2 separate regions of the Gossypium hirsutum genome follow, and region 1 is linked to region 2. The links are chromatin contacts, called in public Hi-C maps. All regions are on one chromosome and are shown on one strand. Each heading gives the region's core, a stretch centred on a gene start, on an enhancer-like site or on the middle of the called end of the contact. The rest is flanking DNA. Distances are from core to core; before and after follow the strand shown. Region 1 holds the start of LOC121204556 (ethylene-responsive transcription factor ERF071). Region 2 has its middle 28 kb from the start of LOC107926875.

Region 1 (2,810 bases), core at 9-2,508, 46 kb before region 2:
TTTAAACACAAACAAATCTGGGAAAATTACATGAAGTTAATCCAAAATCCTAATTATCAACGCTAAACTAAAAAAAGGGTACGAATTCATGACAGAAAATCATTAATTTTCACCCAATTTACAACGCCCAAACGCATTAAAATGTAAACGAATGTCGGCTCACATAGCCGTTGATGTCTCCGGAACAGCAACGCCGTCATCGTCGAAGCTCCAAAGTTCACCGACGACACTATCCTGCGGAGCTACGCCGTTTTGGGTCGGCGATTCCCCGTCCAGATAAGGTATTTGATAATATCTCATGTAATTCTCGTACGCCATGAGCTCCTCAGACAGTTTCTGCACTTCATTGTTTTCTTCTTGAACCCCCACCGCCGACACGGCCTTGTTCATCGGCTCTCGCCGTTTCTCTTCTTCTTCAAGTTCCTCAGCCTTCACAGGGACGTAACAGAGATTCACATTTTGGTCGTCGGACCCTTTATTTTCATCTCCAGATATAACGATCGGGTCAGTTGCGTACCCACCGATTTCATTCAAATCGTAATTGAATCCATAGTTACTGTTTATATGCTGTTGATAAACGCAAGGGCTCGAATTGTGGGTGGAACGGTTCAGATTGTACGGGGTGGAGAAGGAGTCGTCTTCGTTGGGGAAATTGACCTTGGCTTTCTTGCCCCTGATTTTGCGAGCTTCACGGTCGTAGGCGCGGGCCGCTTCCTCGGCAGTGTTGAAAGTGCCCAGCCAAACACGAACCCCTTTTCGAGGGTCGCGAATCTCGGCCGCCCATTTGCCCCACGGCCGTTGCCTTATGCCTCTGTAAAGATTTTTCCTCTGCCTTTTCGGTTTCTTCTCCACTTGTTCATCAACTGCTTCAATAAAAAAAAACACCAATCAGAGGAACCCAAAGTAAACGAAAAGCAAAAGTATGAAGGGAAAAAATGGGTACCTAACGACGATGGCGGTTCGGGTTGGGATCTTTTGAAATGGCAGACTGAGTGGTCGCGATTAGAGCAAAAGCCATTGATTTTCACGAAAGGGGAGTTAGGCCAGATATCGGCGGCGGTCACGCGGCGGCCGCCTTTCCGCGGGATGAACTCAGATATGATAGCACCGCCACACATTTCTTAAGGAAGGGAACTATTTTTGCGGGTTTGAAAAGCAGCGTTGAGTGAGGTAAAAAGGAAGGGTTTAAGGGAAATTTGGAGGTGTTAGAAAAAAGAAGACGTGTTTTATAGCGAATTTTGGAATTAAAATGTGAAGAACGAAGAGAAGAGTGGGGTTTAAATAGGGATGGAAAATGTAAAAAGGTGCGTGACAGTGCATACATGATGGGCCTGGGAACTTTCCTTTTTTTTAATTTGACCTCATATTATTATTTTGCAAAACTTACATCTATCTATTATCAATAATCTCTAACAACATAAATATGTTTTCATATTTTGAGATAATAATATTAATATCAATTGAATTAAGATTTAATTGGCTAATTAAATTCATATTAAATTTTATCTCATTATATTAAAGTTGGGATGTATAATGAAATGAAAATTTTCTAACATTTAATAATTTATGTATTTAATCTTCATTTTAACTTTTTACTTAATATAAAATTTTCAATAAAATAAGTAGGTTGGTAACTACTTATATTTAATGTAGAACTTACTAAATAGATTTTATTTTTATTATAAAAATAAAATAAATTACTTTTTTTAAATGACATATTCAGATTATCATTTCTATCTTTCATCCAAAACTATCTAAAATAAAATAAGATATTATATTAATAAGATCAAAATTAAAATTAAATAATCTTCTAAAACTCAATATTTACTTTTATCAAATAATATAATTATATTCAGTACTTATATTTACTAATTTGCCAAACAATTTTTAATATAGATTCAACACTTATAAAATTTAATTGTAAGAATTCAGTACTTAATGTTTCAGTTTATCGAACTTACCCTTAGCATCACAAATTAAAATCCCCCTAAATTTAGTGTCACAAATTAATTTTTATAACAAATTAATATCATTATAAATTCTGATCATATCTACTCTTTTTGACATAATGCCTAGAACTACCCATAATCCCTCCCCAACTCATAAATAGGAGGATAATACACTTCAGCACACTCGAACCCACGTCCTCCTGCATTGGCAAGAATGCCTCTGTTAATTGCGTTAAAACTCAATCGACAATGTCACAAATTAATTAAATACGAGTATATTTAACAAAATTAGATTATGCACATCTACGACGTGGTTGAAAATTTTATGTAACAAATTTAAAATAATTGATATAAGAATCAAATGTGGCTTTGGTTGAATTGGTAAAAGTTGAGATAAGAGAGATTTTAAGATATGGAGTTTAAATCTTTTCAAGTGTATATATTTTTTTAAATTATAGTAAAGGATAAAAATATCCTTAAAATTATATTTATTACTTTATAAAATATTGAAATTTTGATAATTTTACAATTAAATAAAATTTAATTAAGAATAACACCAACTCAATCTAAATTTTAAATAAAGAGTATAGATATAGATAATAAAAGAACACCCTCAAATTTTAGTATAAAAATATAACTATAAGGACATTTATGCCTTTTCTTATTTTAAAATTAAATATAAAATTAATTCTTTTTAAAAGTTGTCATGCCCTTTTAGGTCTAGCCGTCTAGTCATGTTTGTAATTTATTGTTTTTCAGATTTAATATATCTATTTTAATTTAATATAATTTGATTCTTTTTCTTGTAATATTATAAGTGACTTACATTATTAATATATAAATTTATTATTAAATAAACAT
Region 2 (3,233 bases), core at 455-2,954:
CGTAGGTGAGTATATGCGATTTATAAAATATTAAAATTTATAATATATATTTTAATATTTTTAGTATATTTTATTTTTTTATATTTTTTGTAACTTTATAATTCTTTTTCCATTTTAATAATTTTTATAATTTTTAAAACAATTTTTTGGATTTTTTAATAATTATTGAATTTTTTTATGTTTTAAAGATTTTTAAGGTTTCTTGGATGATGACATCATCATGTGACATGTGGCAACGTATGATGGACTAAATATCTCAACCATTTTTTAAACGTCCAAAAGACTGAATCAAAAACATTTAATAACGTTAAGGACTAAATTAGTAATGTATGATAACATGAGGAACTGAAGTGAGCCAAAAACTTTGAAGGACCAAAATGAAAAAAAGCTTTATACTTCAATGATTAAAGTTTACATTAAGCCAATTTAAAATTATGTATTTGGTTCTATTGGTTACTAATGTTTTTAAGTGATATTTCTTTGTTGCGTAAAAATTGATGTGCCTATAATTGAATGAATAATGTTCAATATAGTTTATATATTTTATCAATTTGATTTTTTTTCTTGAGTTAAATTTGGTCATCAACCTTTTTAAAAGAGATAAATTTGATCTTTAACTTTTTCGAAAAAGTTAAATTGTTTTTTTTAAATAGAAATACTAACTAAAATATTAAATTTTTAAACATGATAGCCCGCATGGCAAGCCACAAATACTTCATAATAATTTTTTGAACTTTTAATTTTTACTTTTACTTTTATTTTTTTGAATTTTTTTTATTTGTGAATATGTTTATAATTTTTAAGTTATTTGTTAATATGACATATAAGACAAATAGTATTATGTCAAAATGAAGTACACATAGATTGCCACACAAGTTGCCACGCCAACATTATTAAAAAATTAACATTTTAGTCAACATTTCTATTAAAATAAAGCGAGTTGACTCTTTTTGAAAGATTAATAACTAAATTTAAAACCAAATTGATAAAAAATATAAAGATTAAAAATTAATTGACATTATACCTAATTGAATATTTATTTTAACTTTAATAAATTTAATCAAATTTAAATTCCATAATTAACTTGATTAGGTAAAAATTTATATAGATTTATAATTGACACGACTTATTAATTCAACTAATTCAAAATGTTTCACTCAACTCTACTTAATCTAAATTAGATTAGAAAACACTCACAAGGTGAGTGAATCACAAATTTTATTTAAAAAATTTATATAAATTAACAATGAAGTTAAAGATTTGAGAGTTTGATATTTTAAGTTCAAATCCCATCGTATATTTATTTTTTATATTTATTATTTATTAATTATTTTTTTTATTTTTTAATATAAAGTTAAATTGTAAGATTAATTCAATCAATATTTAATATTAGTATAGATACTTGCCCCCAACAAATCCACATGGAGCCTAAAACACTGCCAACAACTTTGCCCAATCTCAGGATTAAATAAACATAAAAACTCCATGCCCAACACAATGGCTGAGGTAAAAAGAGGAGCAATACAAATCTACACTACCATATATGAAACGGCCTAACTCCTAAGCCTTTCCTACATGACACGTTTCATTATTTTTTTCTTATCATAGTAAGATTGATTGTAAATTTTTAATTTTTTTAATAAATAAATTGTAGATATTAAATCTTTAATTTAGACATAGCAGAAGGACTAGGTAAAAAGATCTCTCCAGTCTCTCTTAATTTTGATATTGAGAAAATTGGTCCCTCTCAAAAAAATTAGAGCAATTTAATCCCTATTAATTTCGAAAGTAAGTAATTAAGGATAATTAATTATAGTATTAACATTTTCTGTCAATTGTACATAATTTTGATTGGTATAGTTGTTGGATCTGGTGCCTTAAGTATAGCATTTTCATCCAAGTACAATTGTATTTTTTTTAGAACAAATTGGTTTAATAAAATTATCCATAAATTACATTAATACCCTTTGTATATTGTCCTCAATGGTTTTTGTACGCAAAGCAAAATGGAATCAAATATTGGCTTATTGGTTATCTAACATTTAACTAATACTAAGCAGTATTATATGGTCGAATCGTAATATGGAAAGACAACTTATATTAGTAGATGAACCTAAACATATTCTTAGTCTAACCAGAAATAAGCAAACCGGTTGAAAGACTAATATGTTGTCTATCAAGTCCAATCAAGGAGATGTTTGTCTTCAGCATCGGAGCAAATGGCTCTCCGAGTCTAGGTCCTAGATGATACAAATTATGAATAACTGACTAACATATTTAAATTATGTTCTCAACAAATTAACTATACACAATAGTCTATACTAGCACATACATCTTTTAAAATCGCTGCTTAACAACTTCATTTACAATTTTGACTGTAAAACTCGAAGAATTTATAGCTTGGCTAAAACCTCTAGGCATAACCTCTCAGATCACCCCCTCTATACGCATGTTATGACAACCATTCCCTTTCTCTTCCAAGTTGGCGAAATTTAGCTCAACCCTCCACTCAATTTTTGATGGCAACCTTATCCTGCAATTAAGCAGACATTCATAAGCTCAATAAAATTTAGTGAGATTCTACATAACAAACCTATGTCAAAATTCAAAATTAAGGGGTTGAAGGTTTAAAAGAATTTTTCCACTCCTTGGTCAGCCCTGGCATTTAGCAAATTATATCGATAAGGCTTTTGCTTTCCCCTTTTTCCTTACAGCCTACAGTTGACTGACTTCTCCTTTATCTATAGTATAAGTCAATTTCTTTAAGAGTAAGGGTTCTCTAGGGACACATGCCTAAATACACCTTAACCAATTTTCTTTCTCACACAACCTTGAATGGGAGACCCAATGTTGGTCATTGGTTGTCTGACATTTATTTCCTTAGGTTTTAAATTTTTATCGCCCCTATTTCTTGGTGCACTGCCCGCCCCAGGTTAGTCCTTAACAGATTTCTTCTTTTACCAACCCGGGTGACTTAGCCCCATATAACCTTGATGGACATAACCGCCCTTAATTACCCCATTTGTCTACGAATCCTTAAGTATCGGTCCTTGATTAAATATATCCTCTTGTTCAATAAGCCTTAGAATCCACTCCATTCAGCAATCTTTACCAACCACCACCACCGAACCTAGAATTTACACCTTTTAAACTCTCGTGTTCACCTTATCGGTTGAGTCTTCATGATGTTATAACTGATTTATGGTCTTTCACTCTTTCTTTCTAAGCAAATT

The links. Hi-C and Micro-C count contacts between places; a contact is called where the count stands out from the background.
Region 1: a contact with region 2 is called in a Hi-C map of petal, with 1.6 times the contacts expected there. The contact joins the promoter of LOC121204556 here to the enhancer-like site in region 2. A contact is called at or near these places in 3 of 34 Hi-C or Micro-C datasets (leaf and petal).

Annotation. Positions count from the first base shown.
Region 1 is chrA08:94,567,552-94,570,361 of Gossypium_hirsutum_v2.1, reverse strand. LOC121204556 (ethylene-responsive transcription factor ERF071) reads right to left here and starts at 1,258. Exons shown (of 2, transcript XM_041074569.1): 1 at 944-1,258; 2 at 1-866. The coding sequence starts at 1,118. The coding sequence ends at 160.
Region 2 is chrA08:94,521,267-94,524,499 of Gossypium_hirsutum_v2.1, reverse strand. No RefSeq gene overlaps it. Among protein-coding and RNA genes, the nearest start is that of LOC107926875, 28 kb to the right of the region's middle. Within about 2 kb of position 1,704, at least 1 of the 9 cell types and tissues checked has an H3K27ac peak or open chromatin away from gene starts, as enhancers often do.